Regions from separate parts of the Mus musculus genome. Here regions 1, 2, 3, 4, 5 and 7 are each linked to region 6. A link is a contact called in public HiChIP or PLAC-seq and promoter capture Hi-C data. All regions are on one chromosome and are shown on one strand. The core of a region is the stretch at or near the end of the contact, and the rest is flanking DNA. Distances in the headings are between cores, read along the strand shown.

Region 1 (3,228 bases), core at 471-2,970, 2.6 Mb before region 6:
AAAACCTGTGCTCAGTGCCAGGCCTAACAACCAGAGCTCAAGCTCCAGGACCAACATGGTAGGGAGAAATGGCACTGACTGCCACATGCGTGCACCCAATACTCCAGACAGACAGACAAACACAAATAAATGCTCTTTAAAAATATTTTTAGTTATTTGTTTTCATGTCATTGTTTCTCTGTCTTAGAATACGCTCTGAAGATAGGGCTGGCCTCGAATTCAAGAGATCTGCCTGCCTCTGCCACTTCTGGCTCTAAAAGAGAAAATATTGGGCTAGAGAGACCAAATGCAGGATTGTACACACTCAGCAGTTAAGAGCACTTGCTGCTTTCCCAGGAGATCTGATTTCTGTCACCTGTACCAACACTGGGCTGCTCACAACCTCTTATCTCTGCAGTCTAGGTGGTCTGACATCCTCTTTTGGCTTCTGCAAGCACTGGACACATGTGGCCCACATTCTTACACTCACACTCTGAGTTTTAAAAATTAAAGGGGGTGGGCGGCTGGAGAGATGGCTCAGCGGTTAAGAGCACTGACTGCCCTTCCAGAGATCCTGTGTTCAATTCCTAGCAACCACATGGTGGCTCACAACCATCTGTAATGAGGTCTGATGCCCTCTTCTGGTGTGTTTGAAGACAGCAACAGTATACTCACATACATAAAATAAATAAATGTTAAAAAAAAAAAACAGCCAAAAAACAAAAAAATCCAACCAAACAACTCTCAAGAGATAAATAATTACTTACACTTTGACCCGAAGTTCTTTCTCTGGAATTTTCCATAATATCACCATTAAAAATAAATTTTCGCTCCCACTCAACAGCAATTCATTATTGTTTTTTTTGGACTTTGAGCGATTAGATATTACTTCCACTGCCTTTCTAATCTGCAGAGACAGAGAATAAGTTAATTTTCTCAATCTATGTTAATTGCTCCCACACAGACATATCTGCTTCCTTTGCTCCTTTGGGGGGCGGGGGGCGTTTCAAGAGAGGGTTTTCCTATATAGCTCTGGCCAACCTGGAATACTTAGTCCAGGCTGGCGTCGAATTCAAAAGATTCGCCTGTCTCCCGTGTGCTGGGATTAAAGGCGTGCGCCACAAAGCCTGGCGCTCCTCTTTCTATTGGGCAAATTTCATCAGCGTATCGGGATATTACAATTTGTACCCATTGCAATGTAAGAACCCGTCTAAAACATCTAAGGACTTGCTTCCAAAATCTGTTTACAGGTTGTCCTTTCTACGTAAGAGGACTATTCGGAAGCTTCTCCTGCCCTCTATGAGAAAGGAAGCGGTCAGGAAAGGCGCGTTGGCCCTGCTACCAACACTTTGTGCACGGACACATGACCTGTGATGCTGCAGAACCGAGCGCAGAAGCCCGCTTTCCACAGGAGGCAAACAGGCCAGAAGTGTGAGAAGAGCGAGCCCGCTGGGTGCGTTCCCAGAGGCCAGCCTCGAGCTCCGGAGAGCCCACGCGGTCGCGGGCCCACTTCATTTCCAGCCTCTCGCCCCACACCCTGCGCCGAACGCGGGTCCTAACCACCCTGCTTCCCGAATCGTCGTCCCCAAAAGCCACTCGCCTGCTCTCTGTCCAGCTGTAAAAGAGCGGTCGGGGTCACTTGCACGTCGGTGGTGGTCGCCTCAGCGACCGAGGCACTGGGAGATTCGGACGCAGAGCCCTTCATGTCGCCTCGTGTGGAAGGCCTGTAGAAGTCAGAGCTCATGCGCAGCCCGGAGGCCCGGAACCGGAAAGCAGTCAGTAACACTGCGAGGGGGAGGGGTATCACGTCATTTCCGGCGAGGCGCGAAATTAGATGTTGGGCCCGCCCTCTTGGGTAGATGGTGTTGCGGTCGTAGACTGTGCCCAGAGTTATTCTAGCGGCAGCATCTCCTTTGCCTCCGACTCTTTCTAAGGCTGCAGGCCTGAAAAACCCTGTCGCTCCTTCCGGAGGACACCGAGCGAGCGCCCTAAGGAGAGACTAAAGCCCTCTCTTCAATCCCGTGCTGTCTTCTGCAGAGCGGGAAGCCGTGGCTCCTCCATTCCTTTCTGGCTTCAGGCGTCGGTTTCCCCAAATTGGTGGTATTCCCAGGAAATAAAGAGAAACTGCCAACGCTAGGCGCGGGATGCTGCGCGAGAAACGAAAAAATGAGTCGGTCTCTCAGGAGCTTCGGCCCAGGTAAGACCTTGCGTGAGTGTGAAGGGATAACTTTAGTGTAGGAGAGAATACGCCAGAACGTCCTATGAGTAGTTGCCAAGCATGCCCACTGTGGTGACCGTGCCCAATACCCCGTATTCGAGGTTGTTCTCAGTCAGTTCAGGGAGCTCTCAATAGTACCACCAGTTTTTATTTTCGATTAGTTCGAGACAGAGCCTCTATTGAGACAGAGTATTATTGAGACAGGGTCTCTATTATTGAGACAGGGTCTCTATTATGGCAATTCTGGCTATTCTGGAACTCTATATAGACAGGTCTGACCTCGAACTCACTGAGATCCTCCTGCTTCAGGTTTCAGAGTGCTAGGATTAAAAGCATCCACCAATACGCCCCCACTTAAGTCAAACTCTTCCTATATCACCCAGGGTTACCCGAGTGAGCCTCCTCCTCTACGTCTCAGATGCTAGATTTACAAGAGTGAGCGAGTCCCCTGCCCCCACCTTGTACCGGCACAGTTACATAATTTATTTAGAAATTTTTATGTGAATGTTAAGGATAGTGACAGGTTCAGCTAGCTGTGTGGGAATAAAATGCTCTCCATTGTCAGATGTCTTCCAAAAGTGCTCCTGTGAAGGGACCATGCTCTGCTAGTGTCTGTTGAGGGAGGACCTTGTCCTAATTTAACTTGTAGAATACAAGTCCTTGGCACCTGCTTCTACTTGGCTATTTAGAATCTAGTATAAGATGGACTTTTAACATATTGCAGTGACTTGCTACACTGGGCTTGAGGTATGCAGGCTAACACACTCCAAAGAGCATTGGTGGTCTTAGGTGTTCTCTTGCCTGTATTCAAGTTTGAGAACCAGACGTTTTTGGTTTTTCGAGACAGGGTTTCTCTGTGTAACAGCCCTGGCTGCCCTGGATCTCACTTTGTAGGCCAGGCTGACCTTTAGCTCACAGGAATCTGCCTGCCTCTGCCTCCCAGTGCTGGGAGTAGGGCTTTTTTATTTTATGTATATGTTTTACTTGCCTGTGTATCTGTACACCACATGTGGGAAGTGCTAGTGTAGATC
Region 2 (3,530 bases), core at 252-2,751, 2.6 Mb before region 6:
GTCCACACCCACACATACACTCACGCACACACAGTGCAGCTCTGCTCATCATTTCAACGGAGGTGAAGAGAGCCTTGGATTCCTTCAAGACCTCCATGAAAAGCAGCTACTTCCAAAAGAAGCAGGAAAAGAGCAGATGGCAAGAGCGCCCAGCCCCTCCCCCAGTCCAGTAGAGCATTGTCCAATCGAAATACGATACCGGCGGTACGTGCCATTTTAAATTACGAAGTGGCCATACTAAAATAGTAAAAAGAAACTGGACAGATTGTTTTAATTCTAACGTAGCCACAACAGGTATCACCTCAAGTATATAACACACTGCTTGCTAAACACTGGCTGATTTAAGCATAGGAGTTTACCAAGGAGATCTTTTTCGTTCTTTTTCTTCCTCCCAAACGAAATCTTTCAAATCAGACTTTAAAACTGAAACCGGAGTGGGGCGGTGGTGGCACGGCTTTTAAATCACAGCATTCGGGAGGTAGGGGAAAGCAGATCTCTAAGCTCAAGTCCAGCCTGGTCTACAAAGTAAGTTCCAGGGCAGCCAAGGCTAAACAGAGAAATTCTGTCTCGAAACAAACATACAAACAAACAAACAAATTGAAACCAAAAGTGAATCTCAATTCTTGCCACATTCCAGTGCTCGACCACCCCACTTTACCAGTGGCCACATTACCATCGGACAGCGCAGGTCTACACCAGACCCTCTTGGTCTTAAATACCTAACACTATGACCCTCTTTGATCCCTTAACATCTGGGGACCCAAAAAACGCCCAACCCCGGAATAAATTCACCCAGTCAGAGCGCAGGCACCACCCCTTGGGCCCAGCTAGGACCTTCCAACCTGACCACACCCCTGCGCTGACTACCCCTAACCGGAAATTCCCGCTAATGGGAACTGACAGGTCTCCATTCTTTAAGGGTGGGGAAAGGAAAACCGAGAACCCTCGTACAGTCTCCGAACCCCGGCCGAACACCGGAAGCCAGTCGCCACCCATACGCGGGGTGGGCCGCGCATAACACCCGCAAGGGGCGAACCCGACACCGGCGAGCGCGCACTCAGCTGGCGTCGCGAGCGTCCCCAAACCGAGACACTTACTAACACGGACGCCCCGCGATCACCCAGCACCCAGGAATAACGAAATGCTAAACCACCAAAAGCTAGTGCGTGGATGTCGGCCAGGCAGTCCAGGTGGCAGGGGCCGCCGCGCGTGCCCGGATTACGACTCCCGAGGAGCCCGTGCAGCCGGTTCGGGGGTCCGCGCCCCTCCCCCGCCTGAAGTCCGTTAACGGCCGCGCGTGCTCACGAAGCGACGCGGCGCACGCACGCGATTGGAAGAGCGCGACCCTGCCCGCGACGCCCGCGCGTCCCCTTCCCTCACCTGCGGGGCGGCACCCAGGAGCCGAGGGGCGCGGAGTGCGGAGGCGACAGCGGGATGTGCGTTCACCGGCTCAAGAGCTCTCACAGTCTCGCAGCTTCCCTGGGCGACCCACCGCAGCTGCCAGCCCGCGACGCTCGGGGCGGCGCCCTCTGGCGGCGGGAGGCCTCGCGCGCCGCCCCGCAAACGCTACCATTGGCTGCGTTGCCAGTGTCAGCCCGGGGTTGGAGGCGCCACGTCGGGGCCTCGGGGCTGCGGAAGCGGCGGCGATAGGCGGAACCCTGGGCGGCCACACGGAAGGGGGTGAGAGACCGCAAGCTCTTGAGCCCAGCATCATCGCCCTCTCCCACACCGCTTGGATACCAAAGTAGGACTGGAAGGAGACCTAGATTCATCTGGGCACCAGGGTGTCACTTCCTTCGGAATCTGTTCTCTGCAGTAACTTATCCTGAGCGTCCTGCTTTGCATTCCGATACTGTTACCGTCACCCTGAAAACAGCCATACAGTCGTGTCCTTTCAAATGAATGACAGGCATAGGGACCCGCGTTGAACAGGGAGGTGACCTAAACTCATTCGGACGCCGGAGCGTCACTTCGGAACTTGTCCTCAATTCCCTATCCTACTCGCAGTCACTGTTTTTATCATCTTGAAAACAAAATGCGGTATTTTTGCAAATGAATGTAGGGACGGATCTCAGAGCCAACACAAGCTCTTGTTCTCCCTGGCCTTCATCTCAACTTATATGTCGCTGTATTCACCGGTGTTTCAGTGGTCAGGTGTACATTACCCCAGACAGAACAATGTAAGGCTGAGTCCCTGCGACTGGAGATGTGAAAAGTGCTCCAAGTCAGGGCAGTAGAAGGGAGAGTGCTTCCAGGCAGTGGGAAAGATCCTGAGCCTAAGTTGCTGAGGGACAGGGAAGACAAAGTGTGTGTGTAGAAAGCTCAAAGAGGATGAGCCACTGCATGAAATTTGGAATTCAGTGTCTGAGATGGAAATTACAAGGTCTAATTTGCAGTTTTAGAAAGTTTCTTCATGCCGTTGGGCGGATATATAGAAAGGACAAGCAGAAAAGTGAAAGGGGTTGAGGATGTAACTTAGTTGTCAAAGTGCTTGCCTAGCCTTGAGTTTGATTTCCAGCACCAAATAAACTGGATATGGTGGGGTACCCTTGTCATAGCAGTACATGGGGGTGGGGGGGGGGGGATAGGAGTTCCAGGTCTTCTTTGGCTATGAAGCAAGAAATACCCAGGTCCAGGACCACTGGGGACAGAGGGAAAAGTTTACATTAGAAGGAAGACACTGAGATGCACTCTGTCTGGACCCAGAGTGCTACTGTAAGCTCAGGAAGTCGTCAGTACTGGGCCAGTACAAAGTGAAACTTGATGAGAATGTATGGACTTCCTGTTGTTCCTGTACCAATGGCCTACATTTTTGTTGCCTTGAAACAACATAAACTTAAGAGTTCTAAAGGACCAGAGTCTGCAGCAGGTGTTTCACTGGTGATGTCCAGGTGCTGACGAGGCTTGTCCCTTCTGGAAACTAGTGTTGAGCTCTTGCCTCTTTTTAGCTCCTAGAGGCCTCCTGGACTCGTAGGTCATGCCTGTCATCTCCAGAGCCAGTATTTTCCTCTAAATGAGGTCTCCTTGCCACACCTTCTCTGGGTCTTTGCTTTCAGTTGTCCCTCAAAGGGCCCTGGTGATTGCATTTGAAACAAGGAGGTCCTGGATCCCACCTGGAGATTCCCAGTGATTTTCCAGGCAAGGTAGCAATAATCACAAGTTGCTGGTGATAGAGAGTAGATATATCTGGGAACCCATCATTATATGTACTGTAGGGAGCAAAGGAAAAGAAGGGCTGAGCATGGATGAACCTTCTCTAGCCTTGAAGAATACTGTGTGTTGTAAGGGTCTCTGCTTCTTTGTCTTCTATACTAGTGGGGAAGTCCCCGGCCTCTTACCTGGGTGCTGTACCGGATAGGTGCATTTGCTGAAGAACTGTTTTAGGCTCCTGCCTCCCAAGGGCTGGCATTAAAAGTTCATCACTATCCCAGTCTTTATTCTGTTTTCCATCCTCTGGTACCTTACAGAGGCCCGGAACACACAGTGTTTTATGATCTCTATGAGATTGAGGCCAGCCTGGTCTATGTAGA
Region 3 (3,204 bases), core at 186-2,685, 2.7 Mb before region 6:
AATGAGAGGCAGGAGCTCTGAGGACGCACAGCGATGGGCAGGTCTGTGAACAGGAGCTGTTCAGAGCCATCAGGCTCTAGGCTCTACGGCAGCTGGCCCAGAGCCCTGCTTCCTTCTGCCTCTCTACACCAAAGCCAGCTTACTTCCTCAGCCCAGTCCTTCAGCAGCAGAGACAGCCTTGCCATCTTACTATTCATTCATTATATCTTATAAAGAGCCTACTGTGTACTGACTGTTCTGTAGGCTCACCAGTGAACGATTCAGTCTTAGTCCTGAAACGGAGACTGAAAGCTAATGAGATGCCCTTAGAAAACACGATTTCCCAATGGACATGAAAGTCCATTGACTGGGAAAGAGAGCAAGGGTGTGAAGCTGAGATCTGAAAGATGGTGTGGAAGAACGTTTAAGATAAAAGAAATGACATGGGCCAAAGGATGAGAGGTATGGAGGGGAATCACTCTGCTGAGGTGAAGTGAGGGAGTTCCCACACTTCAGCTTGTGTGCAGGACCTTAAGAAAGTTAGCAGTCCCTAGCTTCCCAGCTCCCAGGGGGATATCCCAGTCTTATCTGCCCCAACCAAGTTATTTCTTCCTGGCTTCCCAAGTACCTTGGGCCTCAGAGGTCTTCAAACTCTTTGTGGAGTTCCTGGTGGCCATCACGGAGTGTCCCATCCTCTCTCAGACTCTTTTTGGGGGGCAGTCAGTACACCAATTAGCACCTTTGTGTTCCTAGCCAGTTGTGTCTAGCTTCAAATCCTGCCTCCAGGACAGCACATCAGAGTATTTTAAGTCTTCTGGAGTGTTGAGTTCCTCATGTCAAATGGGTCGGTATGTTTTTATTTGGCGTTCTTTTGATGTTGTTGAGTGGACTGAACAGAGTACGGCACTTGGTGAAGGCTTAACTAAGAGGTTATTGAGTCCGCATCCCTGAGGACAGGACCTGGTTTGTCTGGCTAGTGGCTCAAGGGCGCAGCAAGATACATGATCAGTGCAGAAGGGTGGATAGATGAAAGGATAATGATGGAATTGAAGGGGAAAAAAGGAAGGAAGAAAAGAAGAGAAAAGAAAAGATGAGAAAAGGAAAGAAAATCATTCGTCTCTGCCTGTAATCTCCGGGCGGTGTATCACACTCTTACCGCTGTGCGCCTCAGTTTCCCCTCTGTCGTTGGGTTGACCCTCGAAGAAAGAGGACGCCAGGCGCAGGCCCAGTACTGCCGGCACCCAATAAGCGCTCAAGGAAGCCTGGCCTCCCGCCTTCTCTGCCCCAGCTCCGGGAGCCGCCAGCTGAGAAACACTACCCACCCCCTTGCTTACACTCCCTCTGCCCATTGTGCGCCTCCGGGCCCAGAGCGCACGTGACTCCACCCAGCCCGCTCCGCTCCGCCCCGCCGTCCCAGCGCGATCTCCAGTTGGTCGCACCAGAGCGCCCCGCCCCCAATCAGGGCGGAGCCCAAGCACCTCGCCCCCTGCTGATCGGGCTCTGGCGTCTGGCGAGGGCTCCGCGGCCGACCCGGCTGGCGCGCAGGCGGAGCCGGGGCGGCGGGGCTGCTGCTGGCTAATTGCACAGGACTGCGGGCCGCGACATGGTCAGCAGGGATGGGCAGAGCAGGCGGGTAGGGGGAAGGGACGCGCCGGATGGATCGGGGTGCGGCGCTGGCGGGTCGGCGCGGCAGATGCCGCGCGCGGGCGGGGGCTCTTTGTCCTCCGCCGCGGGATTGGGACAAAGGAGGTAGCGGGGGGCGGAGGCTGCTTGGCTGGGCATCTGCCCCTCTCCGTGACCCACGGTTCTATGTCCTGCGCGGATCCTCCGGGCTGCCCGGAACACTCACTCCGCATTGACGGGGTTCCTGGCAGCGCCCCAGCGTGGTCAAGATGGGATCGAGGGGAACGGGGGCCCAGGGAAAATCTGGCGCTCGTTTCATTGGTGGGGAGACTGAGGCTGAGCCGCAGCGTTTGGTCCCAGGTCGGGTCGGCAGTGATTGCGCGGCGTGGGCTTGAATGGGTCTCTGGGACCCCCCCCCCAGGGAAAAAAACTGGGGTCAGGCGGACTTGATTTGTCTTCAGCTGTCGTTTCCTCCTCAGCTGTCGCCCCCTGAACAGGCCCCTACTTCCCTAGCGCCTCGCCTTGCTCCTTCGATAGAGTGGGAGAGACGCGGCGTCGCCTGGCACCGCGCCTGCACACCGCCCGCGCTCAGCACGCGGGAGCTGCTGGGACGCTTGTCATTAGTGTCCAGTCCTCTCGACCCAGGTCACCTAGACTATCTCCTAAGGAGGGGTCAAACACAGACTCATTGTGCTCAGCTTTCAGGAGAAAGAAGACAGGTCAGACATATGACGTTTTAGAATCAGGTTTGAAATCGGTTATTTAGGATCGGGGCTTCCTGGGTATCTGCACCTCCACTTTTTAAACTGTGTGACCTTGGGGACCGAGTTAACTTCTCTAAGCTACAGATTATTTGTCAAGTAGGAAGAGCAGTCATTCGGTTCTAGGATTGTTTTGATGCAGAAGTTTTGGAGAGATCCACATGAGATGTTGGAGCTCAAAAGTGTGGCATCAAGGAACTTTTCAGCATCGACTATTATATCACCGCCAGAGTTGTATGGCCAGATGGGACCCTGACGAGTGGGGGCAGAATTCAGGCTTGGACTATGAGATTGCAGCTCACCTCGGGCAGTTCCCAAACTTCTTAGTCTTAGTTTCCTTTCCTGGCATAAGAACTGGGAGTAGGGTGGCATCTGGAGCAGATTTCTCTTCTGGAGGAGGAAGGGGAGGGGAGAGGACAATGGGCACAGCCATGATAGATGTTCCCTTTTCTTTCCTGTTGCTGTTGGTCCTCCATCTAAGCTCTTGGATGGCAGAAGCCCTCGGTGATGGTGCCTTTGGGGTTTGACCAAGCAGAACCCTGAGCAGGAAATACTTCTGGTCTGGGGTCCCCTGAAGAGGACACTTGGAAGGTGGCCTTGCTGGAGGATGGAGCAGTGCAGGAAGCCCCTGGATGTTAGTTGGCCCTGAAAGCAGGGCAGTATTTCTCACTGCCTTGGAGGCCCTGGGAGGTGGAAGCTTTGGATGGAGTGGCAGAGTGGTGCCCAGCTGAGTACAATAGCACTGGTGATGTGCCCAGTTAAGTGATGAGTAGGCAGAGGATGTCCCCAGAGAAGAGGCTATTTGTGACATGGGTCCAGGCCAGGCTTTGTGCCCTGAGGT
Region 4 (3,399 bases), core at 49-2,548, 2.6 Mb after region 6:
GAGCTGAAGCAGGGGGAGTGCTATGAGTTTCAGCCAATTCAGGTAACAAGGTAAATTCTTAGCCAGCTTGAAGTACAGAGTAGGGCTCATCTCAAAAACAATTCTCGCCAGGTGTAGTGGCACACGCCTTTAATCCCTGCACTCGGGAGGTTGAGGCAGGCGGATTTCTGAGTTCGAGGCCAGCCTGGCCAAAGTGAGTTCCAGGACAGCCAGGGCTATACAGAGAAACCCTGTCTCGACGCCCCCCCCCCAAAAAAAAACAAAAACAAAAACAAAACAAAACAATTCTCCCCAGGAGGATAGAGGCACTGAATGGTCTTCCAGAAGTCAATTCCCAGCAACCACATGGTGGCATGGTGGCTCACAACCATCCATAATGGGATCTGATGCCCTCTTTTGGTGTGTCTGAAGACAGCGACGGCGTACTCACAAACATTAAAACAAACAAAACCAACAAAAAACGCCCTCCTCCCCTAAAGTTCTGTTGCTCCTCTTCAGTTCAAAGCAGGCATTTTTTTAAAAAATGAAACTCACATATCTCTGCTATTCTAGATATCTATTCAACATTCTTTCATACAAAATTTGGACTTATCGCCAATACCCCACATAAGGCCTGAGAACCTTATACCAAATTTGGGTCACAGTAACAAAATTACAAACACCAAAGTCATGGTGCTCCTTCCTAACTTTAGGCCTCCAACTACACCCGGGATTTTCTTTTAATCTTATTTTTACTTTGTAATAGCTCCGTGGGCCACCGACTCACCACTAGCTTGCTGCCTGTCTGCTCACAGCAACTCCTGAGTCCGTCGCGTCCTCAGCGGCCGGAAGGAAGCGACAGCCGCCCACACGCCCGCCCGCGCGTCCCCCGAGTGCCCTTGGGCCAAGCCGCGCCGGGCTGTAGGCTGCAGGGCCACTCAGTCCCGCTGAGCGCCCGGGAGCAGAGCGGAGCGCCGAGCTGCCGGCCTCCTCCTGGCGACACCTGCAGGCCTGCGGCCGAGCCAGGCCTCGCAATCGCGGCCTCATCTTACCTGCGTTCCCACTACGACGATCTGAGGCAGCTGGATGATGTCCGCACCCACTGTGTTGAAGACGTCCTGCAGCTTATTGATGACCGGGATCAGCGCCTCCATGACCCCCGAAACACTGGACCCCCAACCCAGCAGGCCACTGCAATGAATGGGGACTCGACCCACAGCCCGCTTGCTTCCTCTTCTCCTCCGCCCTTTCCTCGGGAGCCCGCACCCATTGGGCCGGGCCAGCACCCAGCCCGCTCCCGGCAGGCCACGCGCCACGACAGAGGTGGGCGCGCAAAGGCTGCCGGGAGATGTAGTTCAGGCTGAGTGGAACGCGAAGGCCTATTCTAGAAGGTTTCAGGTATCGACCTGAACTGGGCGGGTAAGGAAGCTGAGACCGTGAATCTGAGTCTACTATAGTCAAAATGCTAGCTAACAGCTAGATGAATAATGATTGTTAGAGTGTTATGTATGAGTATGCCTCCAGGAGTTGGGACACACCAATTTTATGGACAACCATGGAAGACTTAGACAAAAGGTTAACAAGGTCTGTACTACATAGTGAAATCCTGTGTTTATAAGAAGGGATAGAGTCGCCGGGCAGTGATGGCGCATGCCTTTATCCCAGCACTTGGGAGGCAGAGGCAGGCGAATTTCTGAGTTCGAGGCTAGCCTGGTCTACAGAATGAGTTCCAGGACAGCCAGGGCTACACAGAGAAACCCTGTCTCGAACCCCCCCCCCCTTCCAAAATAGGGATAGAGTCTATTAATTAACCAATGTCATTTCCTTATGAGAAGTACTACTTTATGAAGAGCAATCAAGGAAACTATAGGAAAACTTAAAAGAATGTCTCCAGACATTTCTACCGCTCCAGCCTACCCACCAAGAGAGTTTATCTGGTCAAAGTTCTGAGAGTGAATGATAAGCCCTTAGAACTAGACATTCGTATCACACACACCAACTACGACTTAAGGTACAATGCAGAAATGAAGGCAGAAAGAATATAAGAAACCAAGGATTGAGCAGCTGTCATCTACTTACAAAGCTGTAGTTGTAGCCTGAATACATAGCACTATATACCTGCACAAGATTGGGCCCTCCAGCTATCTATCATAGAAACAGGAGGTGCCCATGAAGCTCCATTCTTTCTAAAGGAGCAGTAACTGTGAATGTTTGCTGGAGTTGGGGATTAGCTTTTTCTATTAGTATACCCACTAGGACTAATAGGTGGGAAGAAGGAGTCCTAGAAAGGAAGGGGGAATATCAGAGGGTAATGAGGGTACCAAAATAATCACAATATACTGGATTTTAAGACTGTTAAACATAAATAAAACAGTAACTCAGAGCCACAAACTCCCCAGCCTGAGAGGAGTGAAAAGCCAAGCAAAACTTGTTGCTATCTATTCATGATAGCCATGAGCACTCATAGTCACAAAGTTGTGGATTGTATAACTGGAGGGGTTACTTACCATTCACCTGCAACATATGCCATAGGAGACAGGCTTTACTGTTCAGAACACAGATGGTGGCTGGTTAATAAGTTTTGAAAAACACATAAATGAAAGACTCTGAAGATCCAGAAGTGATTTTTGGACATCTTGGCAAATGTTGTGACCTTCCCTTTTGTCTTTTAAAAACAAAGATTTCAGAATCCAAAACCAAGTGCAGCAGCATATATGTAACCTCAGACTGAGAAGGCAGAGGCAAGAGTCAGCTCTATTGTCTCCATAGTGAGCTCCAGCCTAGCCAGAGATAAATAAAGTACCCTAGGAAAAATGATGCATTTATACTTGATTTTCCTTTGTCTTTTACTGTGTGCTAAGAGCTAGTTTGGTAAAATTGATATACATACATATTACCAAAGCCAACATGTCATAGATTGGTATGGTATATGTTCCTACTCAAATTATCTTTTCTCTGGTAACAGAACACATATAGTCTTATATATTATCATGTAGCTTTTTGTAAGAGAAAAAATAATCCCACAGGCAGTGCTTAAGAAAGTCTACCAGTACATTACTGCCAGGATTGCCCAGAGCAATCAGACATAAGAGGAAAGAAACAGGAAGGGATGAGGCCTAAATATTATTACACACACACACACACACACACACACACACACACACACACACACACACACACAAAGATAATCTGAAAGTAGACACAGGCCCCCATTCCTAACTCAGGTGCAGGTACTATCTCCAATTGATAACTGCTCACAAAAAAAAAAAAAAAAAAAAAAAAAAGGTTTCTCCAAGGGAGTTTCTTCTTCAGAGGTGTTTTCTGAGCCTTAGTGAGGGATGTGAGTTTGTGTGTGAGTGTATATGTGCATGTATGCATATATGTTTACATATGTGTAAATGTGTGTGTGTGTCCAAGGTG
Region 5 (3,071 bases), core at 180-2,679, 2.8 Mb before region 6:
TCCCACAGTAAGTAGATCTACAACAAATATTTCTGAGCTGGCCTGAACACCTTTAGAAGGCAGAACAAGGATTGGCTGAGAAGATGAAGTATGGGTGTTATTCTAGGTCAGGCAAGGCAAGCGACACACCCTCTGGATCCTGATCCAACTGATAAAGCCAATCGCTGGAGGAATTAGTGATACCACTCAGCTCCTTTCTCTCTGCATTAGTTCTACTTTAAAAGAGCCAATCTGAGAAGGCTGGAGCGGAGGGCAGAAGAGGAGGCAAGCACCTAGTGGTAGAAATGATTTTCCTTCAAAGGACTCCAATATGGAGTCCAGGAGTCCCTGAACCAGCTTCAGCTCACTCAGGGGAGGACGGTTTAATTCAGAAAAGGCTGGAGGAGCGGCTCAGTGGCACAACCCTGTAATTTCAACACTGTGGAGGCAGAAAAGTCCAGGACCAGCCTCAGCTACATATGGAGTTGGGATGCTAGCCTGGACTATCTAAGACCGTCTCAAAACAGCAAAAAGGGGATGAGCTTAGAGAGCCCCGTGACTTCCACAAACTATTTCCCAATGACTACCGCTCAGTCCAACAGAGAATGACATCAGCTTCACTCTCCGGAAGCACAAACCCGACAAAGTATTAGGTAGGGAATGTCCAAACGACCCTTTCTAAAACACACCCATGCTCTCCTCACCTCTTCCTCTTAAACCTCAACGGAAAGCTGGGGGCACGATACCGAATGACGATCAAAAGCACCGTCTAGACCCACACGGACCTGGAAACCACTGGGAAGTAAGAACTGGGCTGGCAGGACAGGCGGGGGTCACGTCCTCCTTCGCCTGGGCTCTAGACTCCGCGATCCTGAAGTTCCCCTGCTCTCCGATACGCTCGCACCGGTCTGGGAACCCGTGTGAAACTCACAGGGATAAGAGCAAAAGACGCGTGGGCCCGGAACAGCTAAAGAGCATCTGGAAAGTTACTCTACTTTTTCTCTATTCGCTTTTGCTTTCAGAGTACACACAGGGGCGTTCTCCAAATCGCAACTTAGATACTAAAGGTTACTAGAGAAAGTCGCGCCTTTTCCTATAAGCCCGAGGGGCATCATTTGGTGAGGTTCGGACGGAAGCTGGGTAGTCCGAGACTGAGAACCAAACACAACCGCACTGCTGGGACCCCTCGCCCTCAATCCCGCCCAGAGCGCGCCACCCCGGGTCCCACGACATCCCTGCTCGCCCCCCAAGGAGAGCGCGGTGCCCCGGGACTCTAGGCAGGTGGCAAAGCCCGACCCTCGCCTCTGTTGCCGCCCCGTGCCCAGCGCCCCGAATCTGGTGTTCCCCACCGGGCACCCAGCAGGGCCGCACTCACCGCTGCCCGCGCCGCCAGTCGAGCCGGGAGGTCTGCTCTGGCCGCGCGCGCGGGCCGGGAGGGCTCCGGGGAGGCAGGGCGAGCCGGGGGCGGAGATGTTTCGGGGCGTGGCTTGCTGGAAAGGGCCAGATGGGGTGGGGTCTAGGAGGGGAGGAGTAACAGCCTTGAGGCAGGAGGAGTAGGGATGAAGCTACGACCTGAGTGGGCTGGCGAGAGGCGGGGCGCGCGGAGGCGGGGCCAAAAGGTCGGGCGGGAGGCGGACTCTGGAGCCGCGAGGCCTGGGAGAGGGAGGGGAGAGATTATTCTTTGTTTCTAACAGCCACAACTACACCTCCACCAAAGTCAAGGCATAAAGACAACCTACAGAATGGGAGACAACATTTGTATGTTATGTAGCTGATGAAAGTTTATAATTTGAATAAAATTATATGATGAACAGTACTGAGGGTAGAGGCGTATATTCAAGATCGGCCTGATCTAAAACAGTTCCAGGCAAGCTAAGGCTTTATAGTGAGACCAGTCTCAAAAAAACAAAAACTAGCCAGACTGCAGTTCAGCTGTTAGAGGGCTAACATTAGCATGCATGAAAACAGGGTTCATACCCAGCGGCCCATAAATGAGTATAGTGCCACAAGCCCAGCACATTTTACGGCTGAACAGTTTCTCAAAAAAAATGTGGCTAATCTGAGAGACATAGGAAGTTTGAAGCCAACCTCAGATACACAATGAGACCCTGTCTCAACTCATCCCACACATACAAAAAAAAAAAAACATTCTTACAACGTACATGTGTGGGGGGGGTGGGGGGGTGCACGCACACGTGAGCGCACACAAGCTCACAGTAGTGTTTCACTGTGTAGCCCCACCCGGCCTTGAATTCACAGAGATCTGCTTGCTTCTGTCTCCTTAGTGCTGAGGCTAAAAGTGTATGTTACCATGCATGGCTTACATTTTATCCCCTTGCTTTAATGTGAGCACAGTAGCAGACAGAAAAGGCTGCAGGAAGAAAAGGTTTATTTTGGGTCACAGTGTGAGAGGGTTTCAGTCCATCTCCGTGGGAAAGATTTGGCAAAGCTGTTGAGATTATGGCAGCTGAAGCTATGCCGATGCTACTCACATTACAGTAGACCAGGCTGGAGAAGAGGGAGTGATCAGAGACAAGGAATAGAGTTAACCTTCAATGGCCACCCTTAGCAGATAGGCCCTGCCTCCTAAATCCTCCTCTGTAATTTCGGTGCTGGGATGGGAGAGATAGGAAGATCCCTGTTGTTTGCTGGCAGCCAGACTACAGAACTGGAGAGCCTTGGTTCAATTGAGATTCTATACCAAAAAGTATAATGGAGCACACCTGGCAAAGGAAATACCATATTATGGTCATGTAATTGCTTTTCCCTGGGTGAGGCTTATCCATTGTATTCCTCACATGCTGTTCCTAGGGTTTCCCCAAACATGGGTACCTCAAATGCTTAATGTGTGGTATGGGACGAGTAGTTGGGATACAGACTGGGTTCAAGCTCTCCCTTAAATTTTTTTTAATTAAAAAAATAAACACAGAGAACAATTGAAAAAGTCATGTGACATTGGCCTCTGGCCTGTCTACACGCATCTGTGCATGTGTGCTTATGTGTAATAACGTTGGAAGGGAAGGGAAGAAATGCTCTCCCTGGTGCACTGCTGGTACACGTGAGAGGGTGCAGCTGCTGTTCTGATTCCAGGT
Region 6 (3,181 bases), core at 398-2,897:
CCTGCCTCTGCCTCCCGAATGCTGGGATTAAAGGCATGCACCACCATGCCCAGTGACACTGGTTTTTCTTTTACAAAGTTATATGTGGAGCTCAATAGCAGAGCATCCATCTAGTGTTCTGGAATCTAGCCTCAACATCCGAAGAAAAAGTATGCTGGATAGCAAATTCTCTAAAACTGTCTTAAGATTTATTTTATGTGTTTGGGTGGGTTTTTTTGTACATCTGTGTGTCCCTGCTGTGCTCACAGAGGTTTAAGAAGCCCTGGGACTGGGGACTGCAGTTAGAAACAGTTGTGAACCTGGATCCTCTTTTGTTGTTTTCAAGACAAGCTCTTTTTGTATTGCCTTGGCTGTTCTGGAACTTACGCGATAGTCTAAATAAACTAGCCTCAGATTCAGAGATCTGCCTGTTTGTGCTGAGATTAAAGGTATGTACCATCATGCCCAGCTCCCCAGCCTGGGTTCTCTTACCCATGGTAACATCGGTCCAACTCTCCCCTCTGGCTTTTTACCAGTCTCCACACTTCTGGCTAGGTCACTGTGTAATATGTGTTTCACACAGAGTAAGGTGTGAAAATGTGTCTAAAATGATATACAGGATCCTTCTATTTCCACCTCTCCAGTGCCTGTATTACTAACATTAAACCGGGCTCTTTACCTGAGTAACCCAGGTCCTAATAGTTACCCATTGGCTTTGAACTCCCTTTTTTTGGTGGTGGTGGTGGTGGGGGAGGAATGGATCTCTAGGAGGTGGGCCTGGGGCCCTCACTGTACAACTTGTTCCTTAGCACTATTTCCAGAATCCTTCATCACACCTGGAAGTTCTGGAGGACAAGAATTGGGGTAGATAGGCAGGCCTTCAAAGGCATCTTCTGCTCTGAAGGCCAGGCCCACTGTGGCTGGGGCCTGTGGCTTTGCTACCTGACTAGTGAAGCCACATTCCCCCAGAGTTTTCTCATCAAGGAGCTGGTTGTCCTTGAACAGCAGCTCTCCTCAGGAGGCCTCTTCATGATGCCCTCAATGATGCGCTTGAGTGCCAACACCAAGCTTGACTCCTTGGCCTCAGTGAAGATGGTGGTCTTCTTGTGTGGGGTCATGAGAAACACAGCCATCCCTGTGGCTGCTTCTGGCTTGATGCACGGGACCAAATCTGATGGCTTCTCAGGTTGTCCTCAGCAGGAGTGATCTCTCAGTGTCCCTCGGAGTCTTGCCAAAAGTTAAGAGAGCCAACATGTTGTTTGAAAACCAAAAAAATCCCAGCCGTTCGATTTTACCAATGAAGACTCAGGGGCCAGATGCTGGGGTGCAAGCCTGCTAGGTCAGAGAGGCAGAGAAAGCACCCAGCTGACCTTCCTCCTCCACTCACTTCCCAGAAGGAAACCCGCTTTGAACTCCTTTTATCCTCCCGCCTCCACCTCCTGAGCGCCAAGGTCACGTGCACACGCCTCTAAGACAAGCTTCTTTTTGAAGGAGTTTCTGAGGAATGCGGCCACCGATTGCCCCGCCAAGCTGTGCCAGCCTATTTCTAGGAAAGCTTCAGGCCGGTTAAGGTCAGACGCAAGCCTACCCGCCTTCTTGCTGCGATCCTTACGCTCTGCTCACGTGGGCCGCGTCCCGCAAGGGGCTGCCTTCTGCAGCGCCACTTCCGGGGCGGGTAGGTCGTGGCTTCCGGCGCAAGGCCGGGCGTTCGCTCAGTTCAGGCCGAATGGCGGCCCCGCTGCTTCACACGCGCTTGTCGGGCGATGTGACGGCAGCGGCCTCTGCCACGCTGAGTGCGTCGCGGACTGGGTAAGATCCGGGCGGCCTCCGCCTGCGGGTGCGGGGCTCGAGCCCGCTGAGAGCTCTCCGCATGTGCCGAGGGGGCCGGGCGTGCGGGCTCGGCTCGGGCACGCAGGAGCCTCTGGTTCCCTCGGGTCCCCTCTGCCCGGGCGAGCCTTGTCTGTTCCATTGTTTCCCACTCACTCTTGGGGCACCCTTGTGGGACTCTAGGCTAATCTTCCGTGCCTTTCCTCTTCCCTCTCTTGGCCAAGACATGGGCGGCATTTCCAGGGTTTTGGATATCTAGGGGAAAGCTGTCACTGGTGACCTATCGAATTCCAAAAATTTTGTTTGAAATTTGTTTCTGTAGAAGCAAGCAGTAGCATAGTGGAACCGTATATTATATAAGCAGTCCTTTTTGCCCAACATTTTAAAATACCTATCCCTATAAAACATTTGGAATCTAACCTTTAGATTTTGTCTGATTCTCTTGTTTAAACGAAGTAAACCTTGTAAAGCACTTAGCATAGTACTGACAATTGTTAATAAAGTGTGTATACTCTGTGTTAAGGCACTGGGGACAGCAGCTTATCCAGACACTAACCCATACCCAGCAGAGCCGGAGGCGGGGCAGTGGGGTGGGGGGGCGGCGGCAATACATGGATAAGATAGTTTCAGGTATCAGTAAATGCTATGAAGAACTACAACGTTCCAGGATAAAGCGTGAGTGTATGAGGTTCTGGTGGAGAGGGCCTCTGACATTTGAACTCCAACCTTGGGAAGAGTGTTTCTAACAGCGAGTAGCAGGTGAAATGGGAATCAGCTTGACAAATTTGAGGAATAGAAAGGACATCACGCTTTTAACAAATGATTGTATCATGAGATCAGGGTTAGGAAAGGTGGCTGGTTAAACAGGATCTTACAGGGTTAATGTGGGAATATGGAGTTTCTTTTCCTTCCCTTACTCTTAATAAGATCTCATTATGTAGCCTAGGTTGGATTCTGCCACAGCTTCTGAGACAGATTTACTGAGGGAAGAGTGGCTTCCTGGGAGAGAAGGTTGGAAGGAGGGATATCATTTGAGAAACTTAAGCCTCATCACACAAAATGATGTTGGCTCAGCCATGCTCCCTGCCGTCATTCTCTGTCATGAATTTGATAACTGGTCTTCCTGGTTCTTCAGGCTTTCCGATATGCTCGCGTTAGAGAGCGATTTCTTCAATTCTCCTCCGAAAAAAACTGTTCGGTTTGGCGGAACTGTGACAGAAGTCTTACTGAAATACAAAAAGGTACGAGGAGGTGGGGTTTGACTTTGCTTAGTCAGAGTTTAAAAGGCATTAAACCGAAGAGCAAATTATCAAGACTTTGGGTTCCTCCTCCTGAGTACAACCCCCCCCCCAAGACAGTAAAGAGAATAAGATGA
Region 7 (3,238 bases), core at 504-3,003, 2.6 Mb before region 6:
ATCCTATCAAACAAAGTCCTTAAAAATTCATCTGAGTTTATTAAAAGGGCTGTCCCATTGCCAGCACCATAGAAAGATGCTTGAGGAAGTGAGGCTGCAGGCTCTCTCTCCCAGCCAAAAGCAGTTGAGGAGCTCATCCTGACAGCTCCTCAGACTGATTTAAACTCTTCAATCTTCTCTCAGAGGTCACCCACCAAGTCACGTGTCTCAGATCAAACACTGAGCACTGTTTTCACAGCTGGGCAAACTGAAGTAAATCAATTCCTTGACGTGGGAAAAGGACTGTTAATATGAATCCAAATGACAGGTTGCAACATTCCACCTTGTAAAATACTTTCTGTATTTTCCTTATAAAGACAGTACCAGTCTAGTTGCTCAAGATTCAAACTCCAGGCCAGGTGTGGTGACAAACACTTTTAGTTGGCTTTAAACACTTTAGCATAGCACCTAACACATTGCAAACACTAAAAAAACGAGTCTCTTCCCCCTAAAACTCCTAATTTTTGGCCCATCTTGACCTCAGGGATCTCATATTGTGTTCATTACACTCAATCTGTGCCCACATAAATCTCCCTCTGGACAGAAGTGCCAAGAGGATATGTCAAGTGATAACAGATTTTATAAACTGCAATGTCAAATGATATACTGATGATCTGAGGCAAGGAGTATAATTGAAATATAAACTTTGTATCTATCTACACAATTTTCTGAAAAGATGCACATTAGCTTCCATTCTTCCTAAACTCCAGCCTACTCAGGCCTTTTCCAAGTTTCACAAAAAGACCAAGCTTGCTCAGACTCCAGATCTTTGCACTTAACTGTTTTGTAATAGCTCTTACCCCAGCTCTTCCACCTCTGCCCCTTCCTTTCCTTGTGTAAGTGGCTAATGCCATTTTCCTATGAAGGCCCTTTCTGCCCTACCCAACCTCATCCTTCTATTCCCTGCATAGCACTTATTAAGGTCTCTGAAGTGTTTGTTTATTGTATATCATCACTTCAATGAGAACTCCAGGGAACGGGGATTTTTGTCTTCAGCATTAACGGGTGCTCAGTACAAACGTGCACTGTCAGTATATCAAAGGCTTGCCTGGATTCCCAAAAGCGACTAAGACCCCTAAATGGCTTGTGAATCATCACACTGCAAGCATTAAGGAAAATGGAATGAATTAAAACTGAGCATTATAGCCTGAGCAAGAATTGACATGTGCACCCCGAGAGACCCCAACAGGTGAGAAGCAGCTCAGAAACAGGGCCAAACGCCCTCGGTACATAATTGATATAGAGCAGCACCCTGGAAACGCCTCCACGCCGAACTAGGAGAGTGGGGGACCGCGGCCGCCGGGAAGGTCAAGCCTGTGGTCGCAGGCAAGGTCAGGCTCGACTTCCCCGAGGAAGACAAACAACCCTCGACCCCGGAGGCCCCGAGCTGGCCCCGCGCAGCCGGGGTGGCATAGCTCTGGCCGCGGAGCCTGAGTCCCGGCAGCCTCACCTGCAAGTGAACTTGAGGGCGAAGAGCAGGGCGCAGCCGAGAGCCACGGCCCCGCACAGCAGCTCTGGCCGCTGGCGCGCCATAAGCGAGGCGCCGCGCAAGCCGCGGCGGATCCGGCCCTCCAAGGACGCCGCCGCCCCGGCAGGGCTGAGGGAGCCTGAGCCCTTGGGGCCGCCACCCTCGTCCTCGGCGTCCTCGCTGTTGTTCCCGCCGCCGCCGCCGCGGCCTCCGCATTCCGACATTACATGCTCCCCGTGGCCGGCTTTATACCGTCGCTGCCGCCACCTCGGGCCCGGGGACCCGGCCCCGCACGTCACTCCCGGACCTCGCAGCCAGCGGCGCTCACTAACCCGGACTCTCCACGTCAGCCACACTTCAGAGATGCCCCGCCCTCCGACTCGGAGCCTGCGCGAATGCCGGCTTCCCGCGAAGCCACGCCCTTTGGGGGCCACGCCCTCGAGCCCATGGAGTCTGCGCGGGTGCTCGCAGCACTCGCGGCCGCGTCAGCCTTCCACCGGTCCCGCCTCTCTTGTAGCGACTCTGCGCAGGCTTGCAGTCACTCAAGCTAGACCTTGTCCTTCATTCACTGCGCTGACGCTACATCCTCGCGTCCGGAAGCTAGTTGGTGGTGTCTCCTTAGCGAGTCCTTCCGTTGGTCGGCCCTTCCGGGTACTGTTAGGGCTCAGATTGTCGCTAGTGCGTCAACACTGTTGACAGACCCTTCAGGACATGGGTGCAGTTTGTTATCTCTGCTTTTCAGAAAGTGGGGCGGGGAGGCCTCGTGCAGAGGCGAGAAGGACTGGAGGACACAGTAATAAAACGGAGACCGGGCTGCTCTGTAATGGGGTAGTAATAACGCTGCATGCCTTCTGCTTCAGTTTCTGCTTGCAGGATTCTACCTTGACTTCCTTCAATGATGGTAAAGTGTAACCAAAACAAACCCTTCCCTCCCCAAGTAGCTTTTGTTCATGTGTTTATTACAACAGTAGAAACCTTGAGACAAGTACTGATAAGTGGTAATTACATTCAACAAAAGAACCCAGCTCTAAGTAAAAGGATGGATGTATATTGTGTAATCCCATTTCTATGACCCATGCTTGATGGGCAAATCCACAGAAACATAGCAGACGTGATTAAAGTTTGGAAAGTATTGGAGTCAGGACATTGTCTGCCTCACGCCTCCAAGCAATAAGAATGCAAGGCCAGCCTAAGATACAGGGTGAATTATCTTCATTTTTCCTCCCAAAATTAGGTTTATATGAGTTGTGTATAATTTTTTAAACCAGGCTTAGTGGCACACAACTGTGGTCCCAACCACTCGAGAAAACCAGAGGACCACTTGTACCAGGACTGCATAGAGTTTTCAAGGCCAGACTATGAAATTTAGCAAGGCCCTATTTCAAAATAAAGTTTTGGTTGGGGCTGGAGACAAGGCTCAGTAGTAAGAATACTGCTGTTGCAGAAAACCCAAGTTTGGTTCTAAATTACAGGTAGTGAACTACCTCATACTTCAGGTAATCTGATGTCCTCCAAGGTACACACACATATAATTAAAAATAAAATCTTTTTGTAAAGTTGGTAGGGAGGGCAAAATAATCTAGATCAAATGTTTCCTATGTGGGGCTGGAGAGATTGCTCAGTGATTAAAAGAGCACTGGTTGTTCTAGAAGACCAGTGTTCAATTCCCAGCATCCACACGAGGCTCATAAAAGTTTATAGCTCTAGTGCTAGGGGATCGGACCTCCATGG

Evidence for each region. Promoter capture Hi-C pulls out the DNA fragments that hold promoters and counts their contacts. HiChIP or PLAC-seq counts read pairs in DNA pulled down with a chosen protein or histone mark.
Region 1: a contact with region 6 is called in a promoter capture Hi-C map of hippocampal neurons, with 4 times the contacts expected there. The contact joins the promoter of Rsl1d1 here to the promoter of Rrn3 in region 6. A contact is called at or near these places in 6 of 39 promoter capture datasets (the C10 cell line, cranial neural crest, frontonasal cranial neural crest and 3 more), 1 of 484 Hi-C or Micro-C datasets (B cells) and 3 of 115 datasets of contacts at active chromatin or transcription factors (astrocytes, embryonic forebrain and embryonic stem cells).
Region 2: a promoter capture Hi-C map of liver shows a contact between it and region 6, with 5 times the contacts expected there. The contact joins the promoter of Zc3h7a here to the promoter of Rrn3 in region 6. A contact is called at or near these places in 14 of 39 promoter capture datasets (the 3T3-L1 cell line, 3T3-L1-derived adipocytes, the C10 cell line and 9 more), 2 of 115 datasets of contacts at active chromatin or transcription factors (astrocytes and embryonic stem cells) and 1 of 9 other capture datasets (adipose tissue).
Region 3: a promoter capture Hi-C map of liver shows a contact between it and region 6, with 4 times the contacts expected there. The contact joins the promoter of Snn here to the promoter of Rrn3 in region 6. A contact is called at or near these places in 1 of 39 promoter capture datasets (liver) and 1 of 115 datasets of contacts at active chromatin or transcription factors (astrocytes).
Region 4: a contact with region 6 is called in a promoter capture Hi-C map of liver, with 4 times the contacts expected there. The contact joins the promoter of Dnm1l here to the promoter of Rrn3 in region 6. A contact is called at or near these places in 1 of 39 promoter capture datasets (liver) and 1 of 115 datasets of contacts at active chromatin or transcription factors (astrocytes).
Region 5: a contact with region 6 is called in an H3K27ac HiChIP or PLAC-seq map of extraembryonic endoderm stem cells, with 14 times the contacts expected there. The contact joins the promoter of Litaf here to the promoter of Rrn3 in region 6. A contact is called at or near these places in 1 of 39 promoter capture datasets (pre-B cells) and 1 of 115 datasets of contacts at active chromatin or transcription factors (extraembryonic endoderm stem cells).
Region 7: a promoter capture Hi-C map of liver shows a contact between it and region 6, with 6 times the contacts expected there. The contact joins the promoter of Txndc11 here to the promoter of Rrn3 in region 6. A contact is called at or near these places in 6 of 39 promoter capture datasets (the 3T3-L1 cell line, 3T3-L1-derived adipocytes, hippocampal neurons and 2 more) and 1 of 115 datasets of contacts at active chromatin or transcription factors (astrocytes).

What each region holds. Positions count from the first base shown.
Region 1 is chr16:11,201,572-11,204,799 of GRCm38.p6, forward strand. It overlaps Rsl1d1 (ribosomal L1 domain containing 1), which reads right to left and starts at 1,721. Exons shown (of 9, transcript NM_025546.2): 1 at 1,580-1,721; 2 at 747-886. The coding sequence starts at 1,684. It overlaps 2610020C07Rik (RIKEN cDNA 2610020C07 gene), which reads left to right and starts at 1,812. Exons shown (of 3, transcript NR_038156.1): 1 at 1,812-2,176.
Region 2 is chr16:11,174,840-11,178,369 of GRCm38.p6, forward strand. It overlaps Zc3h7a (zinc finger CCCH type containing 7 A), which reads right to left and starts at 1,502. Exons shown (of 23, transcript NM_145931.3): 1 at 1,381-1,502. It overlaps 4930509G22Rik (RIKEN cDNA 4930509G22 gene), which reads left to right and starts at 3,337. Exons shown (of 4, transcript NR_151506.1): 1 at 3,337-3,530.
Region 3 is chr16:11,064,863-11,068,066 of GRCm38.p6, forward strand. It overlaps Snn (stannin), which reads left to right and starts at 1,436. Exons shown (of 2, transcript NM_009223.3): 1 at 1,436-1,585. It overlaps Gm9861 (a long non-coding RNA gene), which reads right to left and starts at 1,406. Exons shown (of 2, transcript XR_003951968.1): 1 at 1,136-1,406.
Region 4 is chr16:16,357,733-16,361,131 of GRCm38.p6, forward strand. Dnm1l (dynamin 1-like) reads right to left here and starts at 1,299. Exons shown (of 21, transcript NM_001360008.1): 1 at 1,032-1,299. The coding sequence starts at 1,133.
Region 5 is chr16:10,991,692-10,994,762 of GRCm38.p6, forward strand. It overlaps Litaf (LPS-induced TN factor), which reads right to left and starts at 1,430. Exons shown (of 4, transcript NM_019980.2): 1 at 1,355-1,430.
Region 6 is chr16:13,779,052-13,782,232 of GRCm38.p6, forward strand. Rrn3 (RRN3 RNA polymerase I transcription factor homolog (yeast)) reads left to right here and starts at 1,648. Exons shown (of 18, transcript NM_001039521.1): 1 at 1,648-1,788; 2 at 2,942-3,047. The coding sequence starts at 1,706. It also overlaps the pseudogene Gm6354.
Region 7 is chr16:11,132,779-11,136,016 of GRCm38.p6, forward strand. Txndc11 (thioredoxin domain containing 11) reads right to left here and starts at 1,754. Exons shown (of 12, transcript NM_029582.2): 1 at 1,490-1,754. The coding sequence starts at 1,731.